Linked DNA regions of Mus musculus: regions 2, 3, 4, 5 and 6 are each linked to region 1. Evidence: chromatin contacts called from public Hi-C and HiChIP or PLAC-seq data. All regions are on one chromosome and are shown on one strand. Each heading gives the region's core, a stretch centred on a gene start, on an enhancer-like site or on the middle of the called end of the contact. The rest is flanking DNA. Distances are from core to core; before and after follow the strand shown.

What was found. Hi-C and Micro-C count contacts between places; a contact is called where the count stands out from the background. HiChIP or PLAC-seq counts read pairs in DNA pulled down with a chosen protein or histone mark.
Region 2: a contact with region 1 is called in an H3K4me3 HiChIP or PLAC-seq map of stem cell-derived neural progenitor cells, with 17 read pairs. The contact joins the enhancer-like site here to the promoter of Gnas in region 1. A contact is called at or near these places in 3 of 39 promoter capture datasets (cranial neural crest, liver and pre-B cells), 1 of 15 datasets of contacts at CTCF or cohesin (embryonic stem cells), 5 of 484 Hi-C or Micro-C datasets (LSK cells, cerebellum, induced pluripotent stem cells and 2 more), 4 of 115 datasets of contacts at active chromatin or transcription factors (cardiomyocytes, embryonic stem cells and stem cell-derived neural progenitor cells) and 1 of 9 other capture datasets (embryonic stem cells).
Region 3: a contact with region 1 is called in an H3K4me3 HiChIP or PLAC-seq map of stem cell-derived neural progenitor cells, with 22 read pairs. The contact joins the enhancer-like site here to the promoter of Gnas in region 1. A contact is called at or near these places in 9 of 39 promoter capture datasets (the 3T3-L1 cell line, the HPC-7 cell line, cranial neural crest and 5 more), 1 of 15 datasets of contacts at CTCF or cohesin (large pre-B cells), 2 of 484 Hi-C or Micro-C datasets (both in cortical neurons), 5 of 115 datasets of contacts at active chromatin or transcription factors (T-cell acute lymphoblastic leukemia, embryonic hindbrain, embryonic stem cells and 2 more) and 1 of 9 other capture datasets (embryonic stem cells).
Region 4: a contact with region 1 is called in an H3K4me3 HiChIP or PLAC-seq map of stem cell-derived neural progenitor cells, with 56 read pairs. The contact joins the enhancer-like site here to the promoter of Gnas in region 1. A contact is called at or near these places in 12 of 39 promoter capture datasets (the 3T3-L1 cell line, the C10 cell line, cranial neural crest and 4 more), 10 of 15 datasets of contacts at CTCF or cohesin (the NIH/3T3 cell line, embryonic stem cells, hippocampal excitatory neurons and 4 more), 283 of 484 Hi-C or Micro-C datasets (the 3T3-L1 cell line, 3T3-L1-derived adipocytes, the 63-12 cell line and 137 more), 50 of 115 datasets of contacts at active chromatin or transcription factors (the HPC-7 cell line, the NIH/3T3 cell line, PVALB interneurons and 33 more) and 3 of 9 other capture datasets (bone marrow-derived macrophages, embryonic stem cells and embryonic tail).
Region 5: a contact with region 1 is called in a Hi-C map of the N1E-115 cell line, with 8 times the contacts expected there. The contact joins the enhancer-like site here to the promoter of Gnas in region 1. A contact is called at or near these places in 9 of 39 promoter capture datasets (the 3T3-L1 cell line, the HPC-7 cell line, embryonic stem cells and 5 more), 6 of 484 Hi-C or Micro-C datasets (the N1E-115 cell line, embryonic stem cells, nephron progenitors and 1 more), 3 of 115 datasets of contacts at active chromatin or transcription factors (embryonic forebrain, embryonic stem cells and stem cell-derived neural progenitor cells) and 1 of 9 other capture datasets (embryonic stem cells).
Region 6: a contact with region 1 is called in a Hi-C map of uterus, with 6 times the contacts expected there. The contact joins the enhancer-like site here to the promoter of Gnas in region 1. A contact is called at or near these places in 7 of 39 promoter capture datasets (the 3T3-L1 cell line, embryonic stem cells, epiblast stem cells and 2 more), 3 of 484 Hi-C or Micro-C datasets (embryonic fibroblasts, embryonic stem cells and uterus), 6 of 115 datasets of contacts at active chromatin or transcription factors (embryonic limb bud and embryonic stem cells) and 2 of 9 other capture datasets (adipose tissue and embryonic stem cells).

The regions. Positions count from the first base shown.
Region 1 is chr2:174,295,923-174,300,697 of GRCm38.p6, reverse strand. Gnas (GNAS (guanine nucleotide binding protein, alpha stimulating) complex locus) reads right to left here and starts at 2,839. Exons shown (of 12, transcript NM_010309.4): 1 at 481-2,839. The coding sequence starts at 2,836.
Region 2 is chr2:174,779,484-174,784,258 of GRCm38.p6, reverse strand. It overlaps Edn3 (endothelin 3), which reads right to left. Exons shown (of 5, transcript NM_007903.5): 4 at 4,508-4,573; 5 at 217-2,377. The coding sequence ends at 2,341. Among named protein-coding and RNA genes, the nearest start is that of Edn3, 21 kb to the right of the region's middle. Within about 2 kb of position 2,063, at least 13 of the 459 cell types and tissues checked have an H3K27ac peak or open chromatin away from gene starts, as enhancers often do. A contact at or near this core is called in muscle stem cells, where this site is marked.
Region 3 is chr2:174,746,206-174,750,980 of GRCm38.p6, reverse strand. No RefSeq gene overlaps it. Among named protein-coding and RNA genes, the nearest start is that of Edn3, 12 kb to the left of the region's middle. Within about 2 kb of position 2,435, at least 29 of the 459 cell types and tissues checked have an H3K27ac peak or open chromatin away from gene starts, as enhancers often do.
Region 4 is chr2:174,671,712-174,676,486 of GRCm38.p6, reverse strand. All of the region lies in intron 3 of Zfp831 (zinc finger protein 831), which reads right to left. Among named protein-coding and RNA genes, the nearest start is that of Zfp831, 31 kb to the right of the region's middle. Within about 2 kb of position 2,021, at least 147 of the 459 cell types and tissues checked have an H3K27ac peak or open chromatin away from gene starts, as enhancers often do. A contact at or near this core is called in B-cell progenitors, the HPC-7 cell line, the N1E-115 cell line and 45 more, where this site is marked.
Region 5 is chr2:173,936,339-173,941,113 of GRCm38.p6, reverse strand. No RefSeq gene overlaps it. Among named protein-coding and RNA genes, the nearest start is that of Gm30017, 64 kb to the right of the region's middle. Within about 2 kb of position 2,558, at least 14 of the 459 cell types and tissues checked have an H3K27ac peak or open chromatin away from gene starts, as enhancers often do. A contact at or near this core is called in the N1E-115 cell line, where this site is marked.
Region 6 is chr2:174,005,647-174,010,421 of GRCm38.p6, reverse strand. No RefSeq gene overlaps it. Among named protein-coding and RNA genes, the nearest start is that of Gm30143, 11 kb to the left of the region's middle. Within about 2 kb of position 1,986, at least 57 of the 459 cell types and tissues checked have an H3K27ac peak or open chromatin away from gene starts, as enhancers often do. A contact at or near this core is called in uterus, where this site is marked.

The DNA of each region.
Region 1 (4,775 bases), core at 1,590-4,089:
AGGCGAACACAGAAAATGGACACCAACACACACCAACAACAAGCTGTCTGAGTCGAAGCAGCCGTGCCAGGCGAGGCGGGGGCGCGCACCCGGATGGCCCTAGCCCACCGCGGTCACGAACAATCGAGCCGGGGGAGCCCCGAAGGGCCCACCCCAGCAGTTCTGGGCTCACCTCACGCCCCCGCCTGTCCAGCCTACGATCGCTGGCGCTGGCGCTGGCCTCCGGCCGGTAACGACCCTCAGTGTCGCTCGGCACCACTTTTCTCCCTGGAGGGCATATAGTTCGGCCACCCGAACTCTCCAAAAGGCCCCTCTCCCACCCCAGGGCAGAGTTGGGGGTCCCTCCCTGGAACTTCTAACAGGGTTTCCGGACCCCCTCCTCCCGCGGGCAAGGCCCAAGCCCCACCGGAAGGCCCTGCCACCCCCTCCCCGGGCGGCCCGGGCGGCCCTACTGCCCAGGGGCAGAAGCTGCCGCATTACCTAGAAGCAGCAGGCGGTGTGTACACATGTAGTCCATCTTCTCCTCCTCCAGTTGCTTGTCGATGAGCTTGCTGCGTTTCTTATCTGCGCGCTTCTGCTCTCGCATCTCAATGGCTTCTTTGCGCATCTGTTTGCGCCTCTCCTCCATAGGATCCTTGGCCTTCCCGGGGCTGAGGGATCGTGATCGGGTACACTCGGATAGACCGAAGCAGCTTCCGAAGGCTCGGGTGAAGAAGTTGCGGACTGGGTTGCTCCCGACCGTGTGGCTCCGGGGCAGGCCAGGGCGGCGGTTTCGCCGCAGAAGCCACTGGAAGCAGCCGGTGGCCCCTTCTTCCGACTCATCACTGGAGGACTCGATCTCGCAGATGCCAGACGATGCCTCGTACCTGCAGCAGCTTCGGCCCCGCTCGTACTTGTCAGGCCAGGCAGTCGGCCGCGGAGGAGGCCGCGGAGTAGGCGGGTCAGCAACCTGGATCTCGGGGCTGGGGGGTCTAAGATGGGCCCTGCTGGGGGCGGCAGAGGCTGACCGGCCAGCAGCGACTGCGCGGGCAGCAGAGGCTGCCCGGGCGGCAGCTGCTGCGCGGGCAGGAAGGGATGCCCGAGCGGCGGGAGTAGCTGAGAGTGACCTGGCTCCCCAGACCAGTGGACCTGCATAGGCTGCCCTAGCGGCAGCTGCCCTAGCAGAGGCTGACATTGCTGGGGCGCCAGGGACTGCTCCAGCGGCCGGATGGGCTCTAGCAGAGGGGACTGCCCGGGTAGTGGGCTCCTTGGGGGTGATAGGGGCTGCCCGGGCGGCAGGCTCCGCCAGGGTGGCAGAGACTGCCGCGGCTGCGGGCTCCACCTGGGTGACAGGGGCTGCCCCGGAGGCAGACTCGGCCGTGGTGGCAGGGACTGCCTCGGAGGCTGGCTCGGCGGCTGGATCTCTGCTGCCTTCAGACTCGGACTCGGCAGGAGTGGCTGGGGCGACTGGGGCTGCCCCTCCGTCAGGATCGGCGCGGACAGCTGGGGCTTCTTCGAGTTCTTCAGGATCCGACTGGAGATCTGAAGGCGTTCCTGGGGCTGTCCCGTCTTCTCCGGCATCGCTCTGGCTATCTGTGAGCATCGCGGAATCCGTAGGAGCTCCAGCATCAGATCCGGTAGAGACGGCTTGGGCAGCAGGGGCTGGCTTGGCATCCATTGCTTCAGGCTGGGTGGAAGATCCGTCCCCTCTCTCCGGAGAGGGGACTTTTCCTTCCACCGCAGTGGCGGTGGTAGGGCTTCCTTCCATCTCGGCTGCTTCTCGCTCAACTGGGGGTCTCTCTGCGCACTCGCTCTTATCTGGGGCTCCCGAGACTTCGATGGGCGGGCCATCACTTGCGATTGGGGGGCTGTCCATATTGACAGCGGTGTCGTCGTCGACCCCAATGGAGGCTCTGCCAATCTCAAGCAGGGGTCTGGTGATCTCCATCGGGGGGCTGTCGCATGCGAAGTTAGGAGGAGATCTGACAGCCTCGCGGAATGGTCTGTCAATGGCGCCTCGGACCCAGAGGGGAGGCGCGTTCTCGGCGGGAGCGAGGCAGAGCGCACTCGGGACCGCGACTGTCGGGAACTCGCCGCCAATGCCGATTTGTGGGATGACTCGCGGGAGTCCTGGGGGTGGGCTATCGCCCCCGAATTCTTCTCCACCGACCTGAAATGGCACAGATTCTTCAGGGGGAGGGCTGTAGTCTTCTCGGAAGCCAGCGTTTTCAAATCTGATGTTCCCGGGCTCCGCGGGAAGAGCTCTGGGGACCAATGCTTCCGGACCTCCTGGCGCAAGGTCTGGGACTTGCAAGGGAGGCTGGCTATGGTCTCCCTGGGCAGGCTCGTTGAACTCAAATGGCATAGCTTCTTCTGGTGGGGGGGTATAGGCTCCCAGGCCTGGGCTCGCGCCAGTGGGGGTCCCGGGCTCCAAAATCGCTGGGTTGAAGGCTTGGAGGCCTGATGGGGTCCCAGATGGTCCTGGCTGCTCCAGGGTGGGCCAGAAATCTCCCAGGCTGGGCTGTTGTGTCTCGAATGGCATGGCTTCCTCCGGAGGTGGGCTGTAGTCTCCACCCACTCGGACTTCCTCGAAGGCCTGGCAGGGGCTTTGGATGTCAGATTTGGAGTCTTCTGGGGGTCCACTGATCTCACTGCCAGTCTCGTCGGGGACGGGCTCATTGTTAGACGGTTCGGAGTCCGGTTCGGTCGCCATTTCTTCGGCTGGGCCAGCCCCAGCACCGGGGGCAGCTGCCCCTGGGGCTTCCAAAGGTTCTTGCTCGGGCTGCTCCCCGACTTCAGGGGGGATATCGTGTTGTCCTGACATATTATTGCCGTGGAGGCAGTTGAACATGCCCATAACACGGTGGCGACTTTTCAAAATAAATTTGGGGCCCCGTAAGACGGAGCACCCAGCCAAACTAGGGTGAAAAAAAATTTTTTTTTAAAAAATTCAAATTTTTGTTGGAAAGTTCTCCAGCCTCAGTTTCCAAACTTTGTAAGGATAGATAATCAGGGGCTAGAACCCAGGACCATGGCTGAAGTGAGTCATCTCTTGCTGGTGAAGTCTGTCACCTTCCTAGTTACACTTACCCCTTCGGGCTGTGGTCGGCCAACAACTTTAGGAACTTTTCTGTTCTCTCTTCGTACTTTGCTGTACTTTAGCTCCGCCTTCTTGGCATTTAAGAGCGTGCCGATTCGTCTCGAAAATCGTAAATAGAACTCTTTCTCTGCCGCCAGAGGACGCAGGTCTCAGTGCTGAGCCGGCTCCGGGAGCTGGCTCCCGGTGCCGGCTGCTCCCGACTTTGGGTAAGGGGGCTGATGAGCGGAGGCCTTGTAGGGACGTTCGGCTCCGTCCTCTCCTCTCCCGGACTGATTCCGAGTCTCTCTAGCTCGCTTTTTCCCTGGCCAGAGAGCGAGCGAGCTCTCTTGCGTTGCTGGGACACGTGACGCAAGACGTGGGCATTGGTCTGTTAGAGTACAGACGCTGAAAGCCTCCCTCCCCATCTGATTCTTCTCGAGGGGAGGAGGGACTGCAGGAGGGCTTTATCACCCCAGATTACCCCAGTATGCGGTAAATTCCTTATCTAAGGACCCCACACTCAGGCAATTACCCATACTCATCTCCAAGTCAGGAAATGGAGGCTTTAGGATACAAGGAAAGGGGTAGAGGCACACACACACACAAATGCGACAGGTGGTCGTGAGCCCACCGGAAGGGTAGAGACAGGGTGAGGAAGTGCCGAATGTAAACACGCAATTTGTTTCGTAAATGCTCTAGGGTACTTTTCTTTATTTCTTTTTTTTCCTTTTTTTTTCTTTTTTTAATGTTTATGTTTGCTGTTTGTTGGGGATGGCTCCAGCAAATCCCTTCAATGTCCCCCATCCCCATTACACCTCGGAGCTCTCAACAGTGGTATAGTGTGTTGTAGTCAGGGCTTGCTCTGTTTATATGGACGGTGATGCAGTAGAAATAAAGGTCTCAGCAGTGCACTGCAGAAAATCAAGCAAAGCCCCCTTAGGAGTTATTCATGTTTGCCGCTTTCGTGCAAATAGGGGAGGGGGCTTAAGGCTTACCGGAAGACCCCCCACCTAGCTCAGGTCTTGTACTTCTGTCTTCTGGGTAAAGGCAAAAGGAGATTTGGGGTGTAGTTGATGGCCCATTTAGGGTGGTCTCGCAGACTAGAAAACCTGAAATGCACTTAACCCACCGACCAACCGTGCCATGGTGGCAACAGCTGCCGAGACTCGCATCTTCCAGCCACCAGCGCCAGCTGCGGATTCCGTGTTCATTTCCTCTCTCAAGCCCTTCTCCAGCCCCCTTTTATCCCCTCCTCCTTCTGTTGTGAGCACCATAGAGCATTTGCTATACGTTGAACTGCAACAGTCCACCCAGGCGAAATTAAGCGCGGTCACAAAGCCTGCGGCTGCGCGCCCCTTGCGGTGCCGGGGTGGGCTCAGAGCTGCAGGAGTTTATACAGTCACATTGCCCGGTGGGCTCAGCGAATAATCATAAAATGCTTTAGGTCTGGGATCTGCAGATTATTCCTGGGCAGGGTTTTTTTGTTAATTGTTTGCCTTTGGGGTTCTGTTTTTTTTTGTTTTGCCGCGCGCCCGCGGCACGCGCACACCGCGGACATTTTGCCAGTAGGTAATGGCGATGGCGCGAGGCATTGTCTTTTGTTGCAATACAGCTAGGCAGTGGGCAGGTCTGGCCTGCAGGACCCTGAGAAAAGAGAGTATGAAGTGGTACATAAAGCAGGCTGCGGCAATTATGCACCATGCAGATGGGTATATTG
Region 2 (4,775 bases), core at 814-3,313, 480 kb before region 1:
AGACCAACACTCTCCACCTTCCTAACACTGTGACTCTGTAACACAGTTCCTCATGCTGTAGCGATCCCAACCATAAGATTATCCCGGTGTGACATTATAACTGTAATTTCGCTACTGTTATGAATCATAATGAAAATATCTGCTATGGATATCTGATATGTGACCACCTCCCTAAAAGGGGTTGTGACCCACAGGTTGAAAACCGCTGCTGTAGATGCTTTAGAATCTTTTTTAAAAGTTTATTAGCATGGATCATACAAAGTGATGCTTTTATAATGGCATTTGCATTAATACTTTAACAATGTTCATCCCCTTGCCCTCTCCTGCCCTCCCTCTGCCCTCCTGTCCCCTCTCCCTCTTTTATCAAACAGCCTCCCTTCCATTTGCTTTTATGTCCTGTGTGGCCTTGCTACTGTGATCACTTCTGGAGATAATTCTCAGATGCTTTGAGCAATAGGCCCATGGTTGTCTCCCTGAAAAGGTTGTGTAGAAGAGCAGGCATTCCAAGGAAGTCACCAACTTCATCCAAACCTCCTTCTTCTTTTCCAGACACTTTGATGTTTATCTTCTCAAATGGTCCCCAAACTCCTCTCCTCCCAATAGCTGCCCACCCGCCTTGGTCTATACTTTCCTCTCTAGATGAATCCTACATCCAGAACTCTGGCTCTGTCCTGTCCTCTCCAGAGGCCTGTGAAGAGTGAATGTGTAACTGTGTGCAAGGAAAAGCCTGCAAGCCAGAGCAAACTTTTAGATTTTCTTTTATTATGCATTTGACTTATCTCCTGAGTGTTCTCACAGTGAGTGGATTTGTTTTTGAAATACAATCTGGCCACTGTGCCAAATAGTGCTTATGAGATTTAAACAATTTCTAGCTACTAAGAGATATGGGTTTGGATTTTTGAACACAATTTAAAATCTATTTTTCTGTCTGTCTATCTATCTATCTACAGTGCCTTTACTTTTAATAGATCCCATAAAGGAGTTACGTAGAAAATAGTTCCCCAATAAATAATTACTTCTCTTAACTGTACATTCCCCCCCAGCAAACCAGCACTCTCTCACACACCCTCAATAAGCAGGCACGTTCACACCTGTAATAACTTAGGAGACGGTCCTCTGAAGTTTACCATCTGGTTAAGGCTCCACTTCACACAATAGCTAAAGTGTCTCCACGTGGTGCCCTTGGAACATGCCCAAAGACAGGTTCTCATTGCTATGAGGCCTGGTGGGGAGGTGGGCAGACTCTCCCAGCTGGGCCTGCAGAGTAGAGTTTACATGGGAACTCACAGTCTGATCCCACCCCCACCCCCATACTCACCACGGACACAGAAGAAAGAGCTCAGCTAAAAGAGATTTTGAACAGAGGTTACAATTCCCAGTTGTTGCCAATTATATAGACAAACAGAAATTTACATAATGTACAAAGAGTTTGTGTTTTTGGGCTTATTTTGAAGCCACTCCCCAAGGATCCACATTTATTCATGAAAGCAGATATCCAGACCAGTAGCCTTGAGCTGAAGCTGCCCCTCAGGGCAGCTTACTGCAAGGCAGGGTTGGGAGCTCTGCCACAGAGGCCATCGCAGAACCCCCAGCTCTTTGCCGAGTGCCCCAGAGTTCAAAACCATCAAGAATATGGGGGAGGGGGGAGTCTTGTTGTTTATTTCTCTTTTTGTCTCATGAACATCTAGATCTCCTGTTTTCTTTTCCTTCTTGTTTTTGAGAGCTGCTCTTCTGATGAGTATTAAGCACAGTGGAAGATTTCTAAGTCCTATGAAATTCAATTTCATAGACTACTGCCCAGCTAGGATCCAGGTCTCAAGCACACAGATGCCTCGCTAACTTGCTCAGGCCACGCAGGCTGCAGAAGAAGGCCTGCTCCGGCCACATGGGTGTCCTGAATCTTCTAGGAGATGGATGTGTGTTTACTTTTGTAAAGAGCCAGCCTGGTGTCCACTTACTCTCCAAGAGGAGTCATGCCAAGGCCAGTAAGTAGCTTTCTGACTTAACATACCTCTCAAACAATTTCCTTGTGAAACTGGAGCCTCAGGCATCCGGCCCCCAGGGCACATGTGGGATCATTTTACCCATTAGGGAAACTGGGGTCTTTTGGACTTGGGCATTCTTGGGGTAAGGGTGTACAGGTAAGCATGGGCTCTTTGGATGGGTCATTCTTTCATTTTTGCCTCAGGCCAATTCCCAACTTGTCGCTAAAGAGGTGGAAATTCAAACTCTGTATGCACAAGCTCCAAGGCTCTTTCCTGGAAGAGTGGGCAGGCAGGGAGAGCAGGTGAAGTCCACTGCAGGAAGCAAGAAGCATCAGTTGTGGCCTGTTAGATCCAGCTAAGGCCGGTGGGCTTTATCTGTCCTTGACATCAACCTATTTCAAGGAAAGAGAACAAAAGGAAAAAGAAGGATGTCATGTTGCCACACCAGCTCTTCCAGTTTGAAAAGGAGGCCCTGGTCACCCCTCTAGCTGTCTCCGGCCTGGAAGCTTCCCTCATCAGGGCTCAGCAAGCTCAGAAGCTGAGCACAAAGGTGGGGAAGAGATTACAGCTACAGCAGTGGCCACCAGAAGGCCTGCAGTTGGCTCACTCTTTGATAACCACAAGCCAAGGATGGCAGTAGCTGCCTCTCTGTGAGTGTGCCTCTGGCCATTACTAACTCCCATCTAAGCAGCAAGGGATGCCGGATGAGTTAAATACTCTGCTCTGGCAGGAAGTGTCTTCTAAGAACTTTAAGTGAATTAAAAGGTGCTGGAAAGCTATCTTGACAGATGGCGGTGGGTGTGTGGATATCGGGGAGAGGTGGCAGACATGCTTACACACACACACACACACACACACACACACCTGTGAAGGTCAGAGAGCAACTCCAGGTATCATTCCTCAGGATTAGTGGCCATTTTTTGTTAAAAAAAAAAATAGTGTCAAGCCTGAGGGCCTGGGGCTGTTTATTTAGGCTGGGCTAGGTGTCCAGAGAGCCTCAAGGTACTTCTTTGCTGCCATCCCAGCCTTGGGGTCAAAGGCACAGACCAGACCACCACACCCAGCTTTTTGTGGGGGTGCTGGGGATCACACTCATTCTCCTGCTTGTAGAACAAGCATTTACAGTTGAATGTCTCTCCAGCACCTCAGTCTCATCTTTTGGTCATGTGACAGAACAATCCGAACAGCAGCATTGTGGGAGGAAGCTATCATGTGTTTTCTTGGCACACGGAGCCTTTGATGGCCATTCTTAGCCTCCCTCCTATACCCCTGTCTGAAACACCTCTCCCTCCTGCATCCACATAGCTCACGTTTTTTCCTCCCACAGGTCTTTGTGCCAAGGTCACAGATGGCTCCTTGTCTACCCAATGATAAACAACAGCACCCCAGCTCTTTCTATCCTTGGTCTACTGTCCAGATTTCCTTTGCTTGCCTCAGTTTGTGTTGTATGTTTGTCTGCTGTCTGCTTCCATCAATAAATAAACTAAAGAAGACCTATTGCATCTTCCCCTATACATCAGGAATAGTGAGGATCCAACATGTAGCTGGTGTGTGACTGATCTCGGCTAAACGAACGCATGTGTAAATTAATAAATGATAACAAGGGACGCATAGCTTTAATCATAGTCTGTTCTCACCCACGTGAGTTTGACTAGAGGGTACCAAAAAGTGATAAAGTGGGCAAAGAATGAAGAAGAGTCTGGGTAGGGACCAGCTGGGGTCTGGCAAATGCTCTCTGAGGCAAGCTGCTACCTCAGCCTCTCTGTTTCCTTCCATTTTCTCTAGACAACTAGAAGCCATCTTATGGATTTGGGAAGCTCCTGTATGCAGGGCTTGGATTAATCTTCCCTTGATCATTCCCTGCAGGAACTGAAGCCACCTCCAGGCTATCATTATGAACGCAAATTACCGTCCCATTGCAGACGTGCGGCTGAATCATAGATAATGACTTCTGACTGGCAGACAGAGTGACAAATAAGCCCAGCTTGGTTTCAGGAAGCCCTCAGGATTGCACATACCAAAAACCAAAGAAAATGACACACACACACACACACACACAGTAAACACAAAATGAGATTGGTATTAAAATAATAACAAAATGAGCTGGGAGTGGTGGGGGTGGGGAACTGCTCATGTGGCACACCCACTTCTATGGAGAAGAAATGATGTAACAGGAATCACTTGGTTACAGAAGTAGAGGCCAAGGTAGGGTTGATAAGCTCAGCCTTCAGATCTATGCAAAGGGCAGGTAACTGTTTTGCCATTCCTATGAGACCCAAGCTGTCAGTCATCACCTTGGAGTTGAAGGACACAGGGCGGGGATGCTCCAAAACCCCAAAGGGTTACACAGGACCAGGAAGGTGACAAATGACCATATACACCCAGAGTTGACAGACCAAGAGGCGTCACTGTCTGTTGGTGGGGACGCCTGTGAGCTTTGGAGTCCCACTGGCCACTTATTGAGACCAGATGCCAGCTCTCCACCCACCCTCTGCCCCGGAATGAATGTATCCTGTCTTCACCTTTGACGTGGGCCTCCAGTCTCCCGCATCTCTTCTGCAGCTGGCCTTTCTGCTCTCCCGGAATAACTGTGGGGACATAGCAGGTTTCAGGGATTAGCATTTCCATGTGGCTGTTTTGGGGGTGACAAATAATGACTTCCTCTTCCCCATGAACAAACACATTAGTATGTGTTCCCCACAGACCAAGTGTCAGGCACCAACTGTAGGACTGAAGGCTCAGTGGGTAGATGTCTGAGTACCAAACACATTCTTCAGTTACTCACCGGGT
Region 3 (4,775 bases), core at 1,186-3,685, 450 kb before region 1:
CTCAAGGCAGGTTTCCCAAGAGACCTGAATGGAGTCAGGTTATAAAACCTCAAGGCTCACCCTCAGTGGCCAGAAGGCATTGACTAGATGTTCAGGAAAGACAAGCTATGTCCCCTGTGTGCTTCCTGATTGCAGACACAGCGGGATTAGCTGGTTCACAATTCTGTCACCAATCCTTCTCTACCATAATGGGCTGAAACCTTCAAATCATGAGCCTTTCTTCCTTAAGTTGTTTTCTGTCAAACATTTAGTTATAGTGACAAGGAAAGTAACTGATACAGCATTCTTCATAGTAGTTACAAAATGCCAATTTCCATGATGACTAGAGAGAATCTTTCCCATCATTAGGGGCCATAGATCATTCCTACCAGATCCTTGCTGCACCCCAAGCCTCGCCCCTAAACTTTACCCTTAGTGGATACTTCTTAGCTTGCTCACACCCATCTACCAAGTGGGTGCCACCACCCTCCCATTTCTCAGGCATGAAAACTGAGGCTCGGGAGGAGGTGACTTGGCTAGAATGAAAGTGGTGGGGCTTTGGGTGCCATTCTAACCTAGGTGTTATAAACTCCAATGTCTCACAAACAAACCATACTCTCTGGACAGGCACATCCCTAAGTTGGAGTCCTGACATACCAGGAGGCATCAACTGGATGTTCAGAAAAGAGAAGACTGCTCTTTTTCTGGGACCTAGGGTTGCAAGTGATGGAATGCCATAAACAACAGAAAGGAGAGATGAGAGACCTGGGTCTTCACAGGCACAAGTTGAGGACCCAGATCAAGCCTTACCTGAAACAGACATGCATCTAGACACCCCTGTCTTTGTATCCTTTTAGTCTATGAAAACACTAAAGTGTGAGTATCTTCTACCTGCTGTGCTATACACGTGTTGGCCATCACCAGAGCCATCACCAGAGAAGAGATTAAAGATACAAAGTGGGTTAAGGCATTAGATGTGCCTTTTTCCAAAGCTGCTGTCATATTTACCCCTGGTTCTTCCTTCTGTTCCTTCTCTAGCTCCCTCAGAACCCAGAACCCCTGGTAGGCTGGTCATTTATACTTCTACCCTGGCCACCATGGCTCAAACCAAGCCTTTAAAAGGAGAGGATGCCAGTGGCTCCCGGGATAAGTCCCAAGCCTGGCATTTGCCTTTTCCTCGATGCTGTCAATAAATGATTGATTCACGACAGATGCGGAAATCAGGGTAAGGTCACGTGACTACAGTTAGGCCCACCAGGGATGAGCCCATCAGTCATCAGAGGATCCAGAGCCTTGTGTTTGGTACTCAGCAGCTTGCAGAGGTGTGGCAGTCTCTGTGGCTTGCCAGGGAGCTAAAGGAAAAGACAGAGAGTTGCTGGAGAACAATGGGAGACAGACACAGTTGGAAGGGAGTAGGGTCTCCAGCTGTGAAGGAGGCATTCAGTGGCGGCATCGCCATGCCTCAGGGGTCTTAGGACGTGGTTGTCTTCTATAATCTTCTACATATCTGGAGTTATGCTGTAACTGAATGATTGCCTGAGCCTGGGTTCATGCTGCTTTTGTCTTTTACTTGATTTAAGAAAAAAAAATCCCTTCAAAATGTTTGCTTTAGAAAGAGATGACGTCAGTTACCTAAATGGAGACCAGTCTCACGTGTTATAAACAAAAGGAAATTATAAAATCAAATACATGCGCCCAAGGCGTGACAGTTGCCGATCTAACTGGATATTACTGTGTACTAACAGATTAAGGTTTTAGCTGCCCCTTTCCACCTGCTTTTCGATACATTGTGGGCGAAGGCTTCAGCACCCCAGCTCGGGTTCATTCAGGTGCAGCTCTGAAGACGGGTGGTGAACATGTGGCTCAGGTCTGCAAGCCTTAGCTTCCTCCTCGGGAAGAAAATGGTAGCAATAACAATGCCTTGGTGGCTCCCCACGCTGTTGGGAAGGACTTAACTGAAATGACATGTGTGTAATAATATGCTCCTCAGAATAACTTCACATATGGATACCATCATCCCTTGTGCTACAGGGCCAGTGTTGAGACTAATCTCCGAAGACTTCCTGCCTCTGCCGATGGTGCTGTGGCAATCTTTAGCTTCAACAGCGTTCCTTGTTTATCTAGCTTCGGCAGTAGCACTTGCTCATCTGGCAAACACTTAGCCTTCCTCCTAAGAACTACTCTTTAGCAGGAAGGCAACATCAGCCTGGGGAAAGTCCACCGGTAGAGATGACAGCGAGTGGAAACATAAGTCCAAAGGGTTAGACCCCAGCAATTTAATGTCTTCTGTAGAAGCAAAAAAGGGCCCAGCTCATGCCCAGGTACTAAAATGGAAAGAGAAACAGGAAGAGGGAACACCAGGCATGCAAATAAGCAGATACGGGCAGCCAATAGGAGAGCAGCTCTAACAAACGGACTTCCTAGTGGGGTTGCCTTTGGACAACTCTGAATTTGAGTCCTGAGGATCTCTGCCTAATGCCCTCCATTCTGGTCGAAGGTCAAAGGGACGTCCCAGGAGAGGGTGTGTCAGCACAGACTGCTTGGTGCTGGTTCCAAAGGCTGCCGGGGTGTGTCTCATTGTCGCCTAGCAAATTGCTGCCACAGCCAGTGTTCCCATCATCCAAGGACCCACCACTGCTCACAGAGAGCTCCGTGTTGAGCAGATGATGCAGGTGATGGGCTGAGATGGCATCTCTCCAAAGCAGTCCTAGCTTGTGGGGCTGGGAGATAGTCAATCCCTTTGCAGAATCTAAGAATTAATTAGAACATCAACACTATGATGGAATGAATCTGCTTCAAGAACATGTGGTCCTGTACGCAGTCTACCTCAAACCAGGTGTTGTGCTATAGCACCAACAGGCATGGGAGGTGAGGTCTCCATCGCAGGATTACCAAGAGAAATGCAGGTAGCAAAGGGTGCATTTCTCATCCCCCGACCAGGGGTGAAAGTGGAGGGAGGTTTTGCAAGTTGTTGAAGATTCCACTGCTGGACTCATTATTTCCCTTTATAGTCTACACAGAACAGATGTTCTTGAGTGTGCTCACCATCAGAGAAAAACAGCAACTAAAAGATTAAGTAGCTGGACTTGGGTCATAAAGCTAAGAAATGAGATGCTGGGGCCAGAGCTAGGTCTGTCTGCTGCCAGATTCCTGAGTTTTCTCACCTTCCCTGTGTCTGTGGTCACATCTCCCTGTCCTACCATGGCCCTCAGATGTGAAGGGACCTCTGAGGGTCAGGCATACACTGTTGCCATCTTTAGGACCACAGCACATGTCAGTACTGGTAGCTCTCATCAAATGATTTTGCAGAGCTGAGCTGACATCTGAAATGTGAATGAGAGTGCTCATGGGTAAGATATGCTGACACCTGAGGTGAACCAGTGCCTCCTTGAAGACCCTGCAGGACTCTCCTGGGCTTGGGAAATCTTTTTCCATCTAGAACTGACTCATTACAGGCACTGTTCTGGTCACTTGGAACGCCACCAAAGGATGTCAGGGACTCCCCAGTCAGATGCACTGCCTTGTAAGATTGACTACCCAACTGCTAGATTCTATGGTAATCAGAAGGCCCCTCCCATCCCTGGCTAGCCTAGGTTTATCCCAGAGATAAGAGGCAGGTGAGTCATGACCTCAGAGAACTTGAAAGCAGGTTCACACCCTGCACAAACATCTGTGGCACTTGACAGTCTGTTTCTGGTGGTACTCAACTCAGTCACCTCCTCTTATATGTGACCAGCACAGGAGCCTGGCAATGGCCTCTCAACATGGACAAAATGGATGTTGGTGGTCATTCTTGTTAGTCTGAATTAGGTGATCTGGACCTTGGGGGACCCTGTGCCTGGAAAGAAGAACTGAAAAACTGACTGAAGATAGACAGGATTTCTTAGTAAAGGTTTCTCAAAAGCAAACTGTGGAGGAAAGGGTTTCCTTTCTTATGTTACCACATCCCTTTTTATCATCGAAGAAAGTCAGGGCAGGAACTCAAGCAGGGCAGGAACCTGGAGGCAGAGGCTGACACAAAGACCATGGATGGGCGCTGCTGACTGGCTTGCTCATCATGGCTTGCTCGCCAGGATCACACAGCCCAAGGATGATCCCATCCATAATGGACTAAGCCCTTCCACCTCGACCACAAATTAAGAAAATGCCTAACAGGCTTGCCTATAACTCGGTCTTTTGGGGGACATTTTCTTAACTGAGGCTCCCTTCTCTTAGATGGCTATAGCCTAGCTGACATGAAACCAGCCAGCAAACAGACCAATAACAAACAACATGTTATGTGACCTTGACAAACTTACAGTCATAATGCAGGTAGCCATGAGTGACAACCATGTAGGGGAAGGGACAATCACCGCCCCTGACTCTCATTCACCAGGCCTCATATACTCCACAAGAAAGCAAGGCTTCATCCCCCTGGGTGCTCATGCAGATGATGGAGAGAAAACAGGCAACGGGAAGGTAAATAACATGGAAAGAAAACATGAACTTAAGGTCCCTTAAAGGATCTGAATGGAGTGAAGCAACATGGAATATGGAGGGAGGCCACTAATCTATGCATGGTCTGCAAAGACCTCCCTGTTGGTAGACATTTGAGCTCATCCCAAAGAAGGAGGAACCAATAACTTACATATCTGCCAAAAGTGCTCTCTGTAAAGGAAATGGAGTGGGGAGAGCCTGGCCAGGTGGAGTCTGACTTAGCAGAAGGAAGAGAGGAAGGAACCTGTGAGCATCCCTGTACAGAGTTGGTGCCTTAAGGAAGTTCTAAAGCCAAGGTCTCCATAGCTGTACTCAAAGCA
Region 4 (4,775 bases), core at 772-3,271, 380 kb before region 1:
GTATTTATAATGAGTCACTTCAATTAATTAAAATTAAGTACAACAGAACACAACAGATAAAAATTAATAGCAGAAAATGAAGAGCCTCCTCTGCCACTTAGGAACAGCAGCGTCGTGTGCTAGCATGACAGAGTGAAAGCAGAGGGTAGAAACCACGCATGGAAACCCAGCAGAACCCAGAAGCAACTGTAAAAGGAGAACAATCGCTTCCAGATGAAAACATATACCACCTTTCTCACTTGAGCCATGAACGTGTGAGCTTGTGAGAGTCAAAAGCATAGTCTATTTAACCCACTTTAGCAGAGGTAGATGCAGACATGTCTTTGGTTCTCTATGGTCTCCACTGCAACGTTCAACGTTTTAGGATACAAGGAAGACACAACGGGATTTTAGATTGCCCTTTCAGAAACAATGGGTAAAGCCTGGTGGGTGGCAACTATGATGCAGGAGGAGTTCCGTACGTTTGAGGCAGCCTGGGCTATGTAGCCAGATCTTTCGTGGAGAGAGAAAACAGGAAAGGTACGATTAGAAGCCACAACAGCTCCCCAGGAAATAGCTAGTGGACAAAGTAGGAATGCCCGTGTGTTCTGCTAAAGCAACAGGGTGCTATACTGGAGTCCACCACTAGAGGCATCAGAACACCAGGCTCTACCGTCAGAAGGGCAGGAAGAAGCCTAGGCTGGGTCAGGGCAAGGGGGTTTGGGAGATACGGGATACCCAGAAATTCCATCTTGGGAAAGATGCCCCCAAATCACAAATGTAACTTTGGATGCAAGTGACAAACTCGAAATGGACCCGGTTCAGTGAGAAGCTGGGAAGAAAGGACACATACCTATCAGGAGGGGACGGGTACAGACCTTTCTGGGATAAGAATAGAAAGCCCACCTCCCCCAAGTGCCACCACATTCCCCACGGGACTTCTAGGGAGTTGGGGGTGTGGAGAAGCAGCTGTCTTCCTATAGTCTCCAGGACCAGAAGGGAGAAAGAAAAGGAATTTTCCCCTCAAATCCAACCGGTGAGTCCCAAAAGAGGATACAGACAAACTGCGTTTGGCATTTGGCTCTCCTAAGCCAGATGCTGAATGTGTGGGTGTTAGATGACAAAGAGAAACGGCAGTGAGCCCCCCCCCCCTTAATAAAGATCTCTGACAGTAGTGTGTGTGTGTGTGTGTGTGAGAGAGAGAGAGAGACAGAGAGAGAGACAGAGAGAGAGAGAGACAGAGAGAGAGAGACAGAGACAGAGACAGAGAGAGAGAGAGAGAGAGAGAGAGAGAGAGAGAGAGTTTGAATTACCATCATGTAAACACTGGAAGATCTATTTACTGTCAAATTCTAGATTTTTCTCATAGAGACCAGAGCTGGCTTTCTCCCTGTATAGGAGCTAAGATTACCCGGATGATAGTTTGGTTTTTGCATTTGTTTTGTTTTGTTTTGTTTTGTTTTGTTTTGTTTTGTTTTGTTGGGTTTTGTCCTTCCTTCCTTCCTTCCTTCCTTCCTTCCTTCCTTCCTTCCTTCCTTCCTTCCTTCCTCCCTCCCTCCCTCCCTCCCTCCCTCTTTCTTTCTCTCTCAGTTCTGAAGCAAAGCTCAGTCCTTAGCAGCAGGACTCAGGTGTGAGGGACCAGAGAATCTGAGTGCCGCATGCTACTGCCTCTTCTGGGCAGGCTGCAGCGCCCGCTCCTCTGTCTCTGATTTACATTTGTTTTTCTGAACGGCTTTTTTTTTCTTTTTCTTTTTCTTTCTTTCTTTCCTTCCATGTGCTTCCTAAAAACACGGTTCTGAGGGAGAGCTGGGGTGTTTTGAAGTTGGGAGGGTGGTTGCTGACCATATCCACGTTCCTTCTCACAGGGACCCTCACCCCATCCCCCGGTCTTCTCTTTTCCCATCTCTCACCCTGCTCTCTGCAATGCTCAGCTTCTCTGGGTCTCAGCCTCCTACGAGGCCCCTGCCTATACTCCTGTCCTTATTCCTCTGGGGGTCATCATTCTTCCTTCAGTACATCTGGGTGGCATTTACGTGAAAGCAGCAAAAAGGAACAAACAAGCAAGGGTCGCCTGCGTGCTCAGACTGTAAGCTTCGCCTGCTCTGCAGGGGTCCAGCCGAGGCTGGCAGTACAAACCCTGCTGGCGATTAGCCTGCTCCTGGTTTAGCCATTTGAACTTCAAAAAATATAAACTAAGACCCAGCAAGGTGTCCGGGTTCGGAGCAGACCCGGGGTGCAGTGGAGGGGGTCCAATCACCCGCCGGGGATCAGGTCCTGCCAGGTCCTGGGCAGCCTGCAGCTCCTGCTGCAGTCGGCGCTGGCTATTCCTCGCAGGCAGCTGTAGGGGGCGCCGTTGAAGCTTGGTAGACGATTTTCCAGCAAATACAGAGTCATGCTTCGCTTTTTTTTTTTTCCCCCGGATAATAAATCCACAGAGCTTGTTTTTAACCCCCACCAGAGGTTAAAGTAGTTTCATAAAAAGTTTTTGGTAAATTCATGGGTAACTTTTTGAGGTTATGTGAGGTTGTTGTCAAAAAAATAAAAAGAAAGGGAAAGAGAAAAACAGCTTTTAGCTGTTGTTCCCTCTCTGCTCATGTAAGACCAGAGTCACAGGAGGGCGGATGGGAGGGGGATTGGAGCTTGGTGTTTTTCCAGAACAGTCCATGCACAGCCGCAGCTCCCTAGTCCCCCCGGAAGCCTAGCGATGGGGCTGGGGGTCGTGGGTGGCTGCGTAGGGTCTGCTCTGCACCCCAGCCTGCAGCCACCTGCCAGACAGCTGCCCCCGAGTTCCTGCCGGCGCCGGGGATGCAGTGCTGCAGTCTTCTCGATTTTTCTACAGCTCCCAGCCCGCAGACCCCTGCCCAAAGCGAGTCAGGGTGTAGAGAGAGCTGGTCGGGGGTCTTTGCATGCATTTCCCGAGTGGCAGTCAGAGTAGGGGTTAAACGGATTAAGAAGTTTATCCAATTGATAGGGAAGGAGACTGGAGGAGGCAGAGGGAAACAGCGCAGTTAAGGGAGGGGGCGTCGCACATTAACTATGATTCAGAGACTCAAATGCACCGAGTTCGTTTTTCATCTGCCTTTAGCTAGAAGAGAAAAATAAGGAAATTATAGAAAATTGAGACGCTAACATCCCTAAGAGCACTGTGCGCCCGGGGGTGCTTTAATGAACACTTAATAATTTCAAATGTTCGTGCTCAGAGGTGGCTTTGTCCGTCTCCAGCATGTCAGGTGCCTCGTAGCCATCAAAAGCTAATGCCTTTGGGCTGGGACAAAAAAAACAAAAAACAAAACAAAACTGAAAGTTAAAAACAAACAAACAAACAACATTTTAAGAGTTTTAGCAGAGAGGGGGCTATCTAGGAACCTATCTTTTCATCCACTATGAACTTGGGCACGACTCCCTGCCAGTGAGGATGGGGAGGTGGGTAACCTTGGCAGCCACCTCTGACCCCAAAGGCCATATCGAAACTCAGGTGAGGAAAAACATTTGGCGGAAACCCTCAAATGCGGAAGCAGGAAGCTGCTTGTTGTTGGAGCTGATTCTCTGAGCTCCCTGCCAGCATCCAAGGTTGAGGTGAAGGCCAACAGGAGAGGGGAACCTTGTCTGGAGGTTGGGGACCTTAAGCAGAGCACCAGTGACTTTTTGAGCTCCCTCTGGAACATCCATCAGAGATGTACATGAAGCATAAATACCCTAGCCTTCTCTGTGTCGCACTAGGGACCCAGTCCCTGGCAGCGGAATGAGACTCCACAACTTCTGGCTCACTCCTGTGGCCTAAAGACATCTTCTCTAGATGTGGGGTGAAAACGGTAGCGCCCCCTACTGTTTGCTACCCTGGTCACACGCTACAGAGTACTGTCATTTTGTAACAGCTCTCTGCCAAGACCTCGCTCCCTGTTGGACCTAGAGGATCCTGTGATGTGGGCCTCTCAGCAACGCCCCCCTCCCCTTGGAATGAGTCAGGACTTTCTAGACAGAAGCCAGATTAGACACTAGCCATACTCCATTTTACAGATGAAGGCCTGGGGCAAAAAGAGACAGATGTCCCTCGACTTAAAAACAAATGAATTCTAAGTCCACAAATGAAATTACTGGTTTCTATAACACCCCCGCTTCACAGGAAGCTGGGAGACCGAGGACAGCGGCTTCAGCGTCTCAGGTGCGCTGAGTCCAAGGCAAAGCAGAGCGTGAGAGCAGATGCTATGGCAAAAACAACTTCCATCAAAACAACCTTGCTCTCAGCTCCCAGCCAGATGTGGACACCTAACCCCTCTTGATGCAAAGGGATTAGGAAAAGGTTAGGCAGGTGGCAAAGGGCCATTAGCATCAGAATCAAACCTTTCCCATGACATCATTAGGGGGCTTAAAGGACTGAACAGCAAAGCCCCTTCTCCTTGGGATTCTGTCACCTAAGGTTGGTGGCGGATCACCTGTCTCCTCCAGAAGACTCGCTGTTTCGGACATTTTGTGTCTCAGATTTCTGCTAACACCTTAGTTAGAATTAATCCTAAAGGTTCTAACCAAAAGGGTCAATTGGGAATTGAGGGGTGTGGTGGTGGGGTGGATGAGAGGGAGGGGCCAATGGGGTGAGAGCGATGTTGAGGGCTCACAGCTCACCCTACCCTATTTTCTACTCTCATTTGGTTGCCCGGCCTAGCATTTCACAAGAGAAATTTCTAGAACAAAATTCAGGCTTCATTTGTAGTTCCCCTGGGAAGGGTGGTTTGCGGAAAGGCTTTCTTTCAGAAAGAGACGCATCCTCAAGATCTGGCCCCCTCCCGTCTCCATGAATA
Region 5 (4,775 bases), core at 1,309-3,808, 360 kb after region 1:
TGTTCGTCCAGGCAACAGCCATTTCCCCACAACCACCACAGAGCCCAGCTGAGCCATCTCTTTACAGTCTTCTCCTTGAGAGAACTTCGGGCTGCTCCAGCTTGTGTTTTTTAGGGTAATTTAGAACCAAAGTGAAATTCAGTAAATATTTATTGAACAGCGTCCATATGTTCAGTGCCATCCTGGCTGTGGAGGGAATACCAAGAGGGGTTCAGCCACCGTGCCTGTCGCTGAAGACCTCACATCTAATTGAGAAGAGGAGATATACGCCTGCAATTCAAAACGATTATGGTAATGGTGTGCATTTAAACACTGTGCGCCTGTTTACCTAATGTATTTGCAGGGCTCTCTCTGACACTGTTGGAATCTCTCAGCAGCTCAGGGAGGGAAGATGGCGGCTATAATGAGACTTGCTTTGCAAATAATAAACACATGCTTGGTGGGTTGGGGCAGGCTTTCCTCTGCCAGGAGGGCAGTCAGGGCCTCAAATGCCCAGGCTGTGGTCTATTTCCATGAACCAGCTGTGCATATCAAATGCTCAAAGGTTGGAGCGGGGGCAGCAGACAGGGGGCTCCTGGAACTGCTCAGCTGGGAGCTGATCCTGCAAAAGTAATGGCTCTCTTGTTGTCAGGCTTGTCCAAGTCTTCCAACAAGGGGCCCTATCAGTGGCCGTGGAGGAAGGTCTCTGCCCTCCATCTAACCCTATGAGAACTCAGCAACCCAGGAGGAGAAGATCCAGTATTAAATCCACTGGCCACCCTCCAGACTACACACACAGCCCCTCAGCCAACTCAGAATCCTATGTATTCAGTGCTGATCAATGACTTCACACTGGGCCAAGGCGGGTTTTAGGGTCCCTTGACCCCAGTTGCACTCTGGTCAAGCCCCTGAACAAGGAGGTGAACCACCCAGCTCTCCAAAGAGCAGTCTTGCAGGCTCAGCCACCTTTACACAGCTTCTCTTCTGGCCCGCTGCTCCAAGCTCAAAGGACAGATGACATCATTTCTCCTCAAACCCATTAGCGACACAGATCGATGGCAAGAAATAAAGTTTAGATTTTTCAAAACTCTTTGCAGCAGATGGTCTCGGGAGACCAATTGCAGGCAAAAAGATGACAAGATTCCTAATTAAATATAATTAAATAAGCATTAGGAAGGAGGCTGCCGTGCCTCTCCCATATCAACCACAGTGTGCCAGAGTACCAAACCAAGAATATCATCCCCTGGGAAAGCCATACAAGCCTTTGGTGACTAAGACAGGGACACAGAGCTGGATTAAGAATTCGGCCAGAGTCTGCTGATATAGCACCAATACGAGACAGGATCCACACAGAGATGCCCATTTTGGGTGGTCATGTTGTTAGCGCCCAAAAGGACCTGCCACTAGCATGCTGGTTGACCTGAAACACTTTGTCTTACATCCCTGTTCCTCCTTTATTCCTGTAGACCTGTGCCTTATAACAAAAATGAAAAAAAAAAAACCCTACACATATTGTATTTTAAATTTTTAACACCTTTTTAAAATAGCAAAGGCAAAAACCATAAAGTAAAAACAGAAAAGTAATTTTACTCATATATTTAATGAAACCCAGTGTATCTGAAATAGTATCCCACAAGGCAGTCTATATGAAACGTTGGTTAAGTAGATATCAGTCTTCCAGTTATGTATTATTTATTAACCATAAGTCTGGGACCTGGTGTTTATACGCTGGCAGTTCCTCTCCATATAGACTTTACTTTCGGTGTATAGGAAGCAATGAATGTATTGGCTGACCAGAGCTAACGCAAAAGCCAGAGTCAAGAGCAGAGTGTAGAAGCTGGAGGGGGGGGGGGGTCTAGCTCACATACACTGTGCCTCTTTCTGTCATTAGCGCCCAGGAAATATGACATTAATAGAAGGCGGCTTCCCTAGAGAGGACAGCTATCCAGAGCTCCTAGCTATTGTGTCTTCCCTTTCAGACCTCTCCCACGAGAACATTAGGACATTAGTGTTGGAGGGGGGACACGTGTGGAGCACTCCTAGTCAAGGAACTATGGGGCAACTGATGGCTGCTGGTGGAGGAGAGGCCATTTTTCTTCAGCAAGATAGCGACTGGTAAATTGTCCATACCCCAGTAATCCCCTTTGCTACGCTCATGCAGACATCCTGATTCAACTCAGCAGGACACAGAAAGGGGAGAAAAGTAGACACGGAAGTGGGGTTGGGGGCGTTGCGAAGAAACCGGAAGTGTACAGAGAGCACAGGGAATGGATAAGACAGGGCAAGGGGTGAACATGACCAAAATACATTGTATCCACTCAAGATAAATAACAGGAAACAACAGAAGTAGCAAAACCCAGGGTGCAGGGGCTGTTGCAGTCCTTGGTAGTGCTCTGGGAACAAAGGCCAGCTAGGCCCGACTCTCCCAGCTCAGCCCTAAAGCAATCAGTGGCTCCCAAGATTAAAATTCACCCACGGCCAAATTCTGTTATAAACAGCAGCTCTGCTCCACCTGGGGCCTGGAAGCCGGCAGATGCAGCTCCTCTCCTGGGCATACAGTGATGGAAACCCCTCCTCGCTCCGACGCCCCCAGCCTTTAAATCAGCCGTGATTCCGGCCTGACACCGAGTTACGGCACGTTTACAGAGCCTCTGTAGGGCTCTCTAAATTTTGTGGCCATGGCTCATTCTCACCCAGCAATCCAAATAAAAATAGCGCTATTGATCACAAAGCCATCGATAACGTCAGCCCTGAAGCTGCACGTGTCCATCTTTAATTGCCTCTTCCCTTTTATGTCTCCAGATATTACCATACAAGTCTGGGAGGCCAGTGGCCTCAGGTTGTGAAGAAAAGAGACCTGTGCTAGGCATAAGGGAGTGGGACTCTCATTTGGGGCCCTGTGTTAGAATCTGTCAGGAAATGTCACCCAATTATGCTTAATTTCTCATTGTTCCCCCCCCTGACCCCCACCCTTTCTCCTCCAAGCAATTAAGCTTCTTTGCTGTAACAGAGAAGCAAAGTGGCGATGCCCAATAAATTAATCAAGAAATAAGGAATGAAGGCCGTGCGCACTGGAGCTGGGTGTTTGCACATCACACATGTGGGGCTCCAGATGTTGAGACTTAATTTTTACCGCTATAAAAACTAAGAAAGAGGAAACTAGATGCTGTTCCAACTGACAGCCAGCCCTCCCTGCAGCACTGAGATGGCCCTGCAGCTTCTGGAATGCCCCCACCCCCACCCCCCAGGACCTGGTGGTAAAGAAAGGCTCCCCTTCAGGGTCTCGGGCGTGTGTTTTTCTGGCGTCCATGCAATTGTGTTCAACGTGAAGTGAAGTGATCGGCTCTGCTATTCGACAAGAAAGCTGCAAAATCAAAATTAACACATGCTTCATTAAACGCCTGCCAAGAGCAGCAGAGCCGTCTCCTTGGCACGCAGCCTTCCTTCCTGATAGAGGAATCATAAAGTTTCATTACATTTGAGAAAACAGGCACGGGGAATCTGAAGATGCCTATTGGTTGTGGGGTAAATCACAGGTAATTGAGACTATCATAAATTACCCACAGCCAGATCATTTAAAAAGAGAAATCATTAAAGTTCTCTTAAATATCTTTACTGAAAACAAATTTTCCTTAAAGTGCGGCCTCGTTTTAATTTGTTTGATGTGTTAGGGGATCCCACAAGCTAAGGAGGGGCATGGGACAAGCTTAAGTAGGCATCCTCCAGATGCCCTTCCGGACTCGAGGGTGTAGCTTAGTGCTTTCCTAGCATCGTAAGACCCCAGCAGTGCATGAAGCAGGCCTGGTAGCCCACATCTATAACCTCAGAAGGTGGAGACAGGAGGATCAGAAGTTCAAGGTCGTCTTCTCCACACAGTGATTTAGAGGCCAACCTGGGCTATTTGACAACCTGTCTTTAAAAAAAGGGGGGGGGGGTTCCATGTGGGACCCTGTTTCTCATACAAATAACACAGGGGGCCTCCAATACTTGACATGGTTTGGAATTCCAGTGAGCACAGATTATAAAGCCTACTGAGTCCAAAGGAGTCAATACCAAGTCTCTAGCAGTCTCATCATGCTGCAAGGTCAGTGTTCTCATGTGTCTTACCCCATACCCCACAATGAGCTGAACTGCTCAAGTCCACGTCTGCCTGCCTGCTTGCCTGCTCACATCATAGGGCACAGGCTGGCAACGACACTAGCACACTCACAGGCTGTGCCCTCTGTTGTTTTTTGAAGGGCACTCCAAGGGATACCTGGGAGGGGGCCATGATGACACATGCAAATGAAGACAAAATTGCACCCACGGTCCTCCACCAGCAATACGACCTCTCCGGAAGACCCCTGCATCTCATTTTACCTTCCCACTCACTGTATGTCGTGCTGCTGCTGCTGCGGCAGGAGACTGCTCCTTGCATCTGAGGCTGGAGGCCAGCAGGTCTGCTGGGTACCCGCCGGTGTCCAGGAGGCCCTGCCATATTGCATGACCAAGTCTCAAGCACCAGGAAGTAGCACTGAGTGGAGAGACCCTGTCTCAGAGAATATCAGGACTCAGTCTGCCTTACAACTCAAGGACAGCCGAGCAACTTGGCAAACTCTGGAAAAAACAAACACCCACGGGGGAAATTGACTTGGGTCATATAAACAGTGACGGTTCTCCCTAGTGACAGAGAATTGAAGTTTAGGTACATGTTGGGACTGGGTGTATTTCTGATCGAATCCCAGTTGCAACTTGAAAGATTGTAAAAGAAAGTGATTTCTGTTAATAGCCCTTCCTGAGCCATCTCCATAGAGACC
Region 6 (4,775 bases), core at 737-3,236, 290 kb after region 1:
CATAACAGTCCTCAGGTGGCCTCAGAGGTAGGGTTTGAAAGAATAGAGAAGCCACCAGCGCTTTCTGCACCCAGCTGGGCCCCATTGACTGTTGAAGCTTTAGCCTGGGGTTCTGCCTAGCTTTCTCCTGACTGCTGGCTTCCCAGGAGGCACAGCAGGCTCTGAGCTCTCAGGGCAAGAACTAGGTCATCTGCTTGTTTTTCCTGCTTGACAAAGAAGGACAGGGCCAGCTGTGAGAACTGAGGGCAAGACACAGCACAGGAGAAACGACCTCTTCATCACCGCTCATGTCCTGCTGGGACATTGAATAGGGGACCAGACTGCCTAGAGACAGGGTGCTCAGAACAGTCCCCAATAGGTCACCCCAAGACCTGTTGGTCAGGGGGCGTTCTCAGGCCTCATCCTAAACCCTTGGGTCAGGGAAGAGGAAAGAGGAGAAAGACCCTGGAGGGTCTATTGACAGACAGCCACTCCTTACCACTTGGGCCTCTCGGTTTCATCAGAGTGAGCCTGTGAGAGAGGTCACACAAAGAACAAAACAGAAGCCCCAAGTTCAGAAATGGCTTCTGTCACTTCCAGCATATCTCCTGGGTTTGGGATGCTGGGGTCTATGAGGAGGGTCTCCATGCCTGGGTTGGGGCACAGACTTTTATTTCCGAATATAAGTTTTAAATGCTTCTAAGAATTCCATTAGACAGAGTTGATCAGAGACTTTGTTGTTTGAATGAATGAATGAATGAATGAATGTGTATGTAGGCTGCCAAAGGCTGGGCGATCTCTTTGGGCTGGGAGGGTGGTTCTGTTTGTAAAGTGCCAGGCATGATAGTACACAGTTGTAACTTCAGTGCTGGGGAGGTGAAGGCAGGAGGGTATGGGGGGGGGGCGGGGCTTACTGGCCATCAGTCTAGCTTAACTGGTTTCTGGTTAAGCTCCAGCCTGAGACCCTGTTTCTGAAGATGGTACCCAAGGTTGTTCTCTGGCCTATAAAACACAAACAAACACATTATATATATACACATATATACACAATATACACATATGCACACATACACATATGTACAAGAGAGAGAGAGTAAGTGAGCCTGAGAAAGACAGACAGGATTGGGGGGGGGGAGGAGAGAAACATGCATAGAAAAAGAAAGACCCTTGTCCCCTGAAGAGCAAGCTCTCTCTAAAGTAATGGTCTTTATGTGCTTGACACGGGGCAGATCCCTTCCCCTCCTCCCCTTGCTAGGAGACAGAGCTCCTGGGAAGATGAGCTCAGACATGGTTCTCTGCCCGGCCAAATGGAAACGTGGGCTTCCATTCCCAATGTGTCAGTGTGCGGGCTCCAGAGCGGAACCCTGGCTGCTGGGGAGAGCTGTGAACAGATCATAGAATTCCAAGCTGCATCTCCAAGCCAACAAGTTTGAATTATGAGAGGAGTGAGGGGCCCGTGGAAGCTTGGAGGTCACCCACGAAGACATCTGAACATTTGTTTCCCAGCTCCAGCCCCTGTGTTCAACTGCACAGTACACTTAATCCAACATGAAATACTGCATATTGAATCCCCTCCCCGGTGGCGGCCTTCCTGGCTCACTGAGGCACCTTCTCTCATTGCTCTGGGTACAACTGGATGTGGGTTAGCATAACCTTTCCTATGTTAGCATTCTAGTCTGCGCTAGGATACTAGTGTGAGTGAAGCAGAGAGGCAGGCCGCAGACACATCCCTGAGAGAGGGAACTAATTGGCATGGGGAGGGCAGGCTGGGAGGGAGGCTCCTCAGATGAGCAAGGCTGCTGAGGGCGAAGGAGCTGGGCTGCAGAAGGAGCCCCCAACTTCAGGCTATTAAGTTATTACGGCTGATTGCATTGGAGGGGCCTCGGCCGCAGGCCCCTCGCTGGCAGCGCTCCTGTGATTTTCTGGGAAAGGCTGGGAGGGAGGCTGAGATCATTGAGAGGCAGCCCCGCCCCACGCCCTCTCCACAGGGGCCAGAGGAGCCTCGTGAATTATTCTGCTGACATCCTGGTATGCCTATCTGCAGTCTTTTCCAGGCTCTTGCTGTCAGTGGCCCCTCTCATGGGGACTGACCTGGGGTTCCTTACATATTGGTCCCATCTGTGAGGAAGAAGGAGGCAGAGGTGAAGGTTGGAGGCTTTGAAGGGCTAGCAATCTCCACTCTCCTCTAAATGAGTTCTGCCATTTTTCCCTCGGTCAGTCCCTCTTCCGTCCCAGCCCTGATGGAAGCAGGAGCCTGGTACAGTGGGAAAAGAGCTCTTCATGTATGTCTGTGTGCAGGGTGTGTGTGTGTGTGTGTGTGTGTGATGGTGCTGCCTGCTGGCAGGAGAAGGCCACAGGATTTCCAAGTGGTGTTTCATACATAGCAACACTGTCTTTATTTAGGGTGTATGTTTATGTCAAGGGCTTTATGGGTTTCTCACATTACAGATTTGGCTGTTACAACCTACCCAAAGTCAGCAAGGTCTTAGTAACACGGGAATCATGGTTCTCACTTCGCAGGCAGCTGTGCCATCTACATAGTCTTCAGAGACCCTGTTCCCTGCCCACCCCAACCCCAACCAACACCATCACTTCACTCTTCTGTAGCCAATGCAGGCTTCTAGTTCACCATACAAAATGGCTGCTCCGAGCCCTACCATTGCAGAGGGAATAAAGGAACATGAGGGCTCTTGCCACTTCTCCTGCTCACATTGTGTTTCCTACCACTATGGCCCAAATCTACATACCACCCCATGTAGCTGCAAGGTAAGCTGGGCCTTTATTCTGGGTGATCATATGTCTAGGTCTATCCTGTTAGTACAGAAGGGCAAATTAGAAGATGAGGTAAGAAGTGAATCTTCTAGCCCCTCCCTAGGTATGTGCTTGGTTATAAGGATGACCCCCCCCCATACACACACGCAAACACACACATACACATACATACACAAACATACACATACAAGCACACACACACACACACACAAACATACACATACAAACACACACACACACACACACACACACACACACACACACACACACACACACAGAGAGAGCTTTCTCTCAAGGATATATGCAAGACTTCCTTCCTCCTCAGCTGACTTTGTTAATCAGTGCCAATTGGTCTACAGCCTCTACAGCCCTCTTCCTAGATCTCAGCTGCATGGCTATTTGGGGGCTCTCTCAGCTGCATGGCTATTTGGGGGCTCTCACAGCAGACTGTTTTTGACCCAGGTTCTCCATTCCCTCTTCTGTGTGTGCCATACACCCCCAAACACATCTTAGAACTAGAGAGCAAACTCACTGTGGACTGAAACTCCGCTGACTTGCTACTCTGGAGCGCTCACAGCCTTGGGACTTTGTTCAACTGTCTGAGACATGGAGCAAGTGAACGCAGCAACACAACAGTGACCCACTTATTCTGTCCAGCGTCAGGTAGTAAAACCCTTTGGCTTTGCAACCAGAGAGTCCGTGGAGAACTACTCAGCTGCCCCTGTAGCATAAACCAACCTCAAAACATATGTAAATGAGTAGACATGTTGGGTATGTGTGCCAATACAACTTTATTCCAAAAAGTAGGTGCAGGCCTGATGTAGCCAGCATGTACTTTAAAAGAGGGTCCAGTGCTGGTGTTAGAGAAGATCAAGAGCTGAAGGCAGCCATGTTACAGACAAGCTAGGAAGAAAGTAGCAGGGTACTGAACACCCAGGCCTGAAGTAGCCCTGCTTTGGGACTGGCTTGCTTCAGGCATCAGGAAAGGAGCACAGAAGGGCTGTGACTGAGCCACACAGGGTCACTTCCTCTCCATGGAGGATGGGACCAGGGTGGATGTCGATCTGAGTTTGCATTTGAAATTGGGGTTTAGTTTTATCTTTTGCTTTGTCTTAAGCTAAGGGCATATTTGACAGGAGTTGGCAAAAAGGGGAGGCTGGCAACATGAAGCCCTGGATGACCAGCAAGAGGGGAGAGGCAGCGGGACGTGGAGGGTAGCTTACCAAGACCTGCAGAACCATGCTGCGTGCAGTGATACCTTTGGGAGGCCTAGCTCTCCTGTTGCCTTCTCTCTGCTAAGGGTCCTATGCTTGTTCCGAGGACTTGTTTTCCAGAGGGAGGGGCCTCCGCCAGGCTCATGGAGGATGTAGAATACTTGAAATTTCCACTCACACACTGCTAGCAAAACGCATTAACCTTTAAGCAGAGATAATAGCTTCGTCTTCGAACGACCTCATGGATTAACCCTTGATAGGCTCATTCAGAAGGACAGAGGCCTACAATGCAGGCCTCGTGGGCAAAAAAAAAAAAAAAAAAAAAAAAAAAGACAAAAGAGAGCATACAAACTGGCAGCTCTCTCTCACGTGTCATGGACACATAACAACCAGGATAGCAACCCTTACTCAGTAAATGCCCAGGCTGCCTCAAAAGGAGAAGTTCCTGCAGAACAAAGCCAAGCGGGCCTTCTCTCTCTCTGGGAATGCAGTAAGGGTGAGGTGGTGACCAGGCTGGGCCAGCACAGCTCTGCCATTTGGATCAATTGTGTCTTCTCTGAGATTGGAGGAAGGCTCCTTCCTCCCTAAGACTGCTGTGTGCGTCACCATCCATGGAACAGACAATGCTGGAAAGAATGGTATCATTCACACTCCTCCATGTACTCAACACAGCTTCTTAGAATAGTTTTTCTCATGGATTTGGAACCCAGGGTCTCAGCCATGCCAGGCAACCTGTCTAGTGCTAAGCTATGCTCCCAGACCACAGATTAGCATAATAAAGGCACTGAGAAGTCTAGTTCAAAAGGAGTC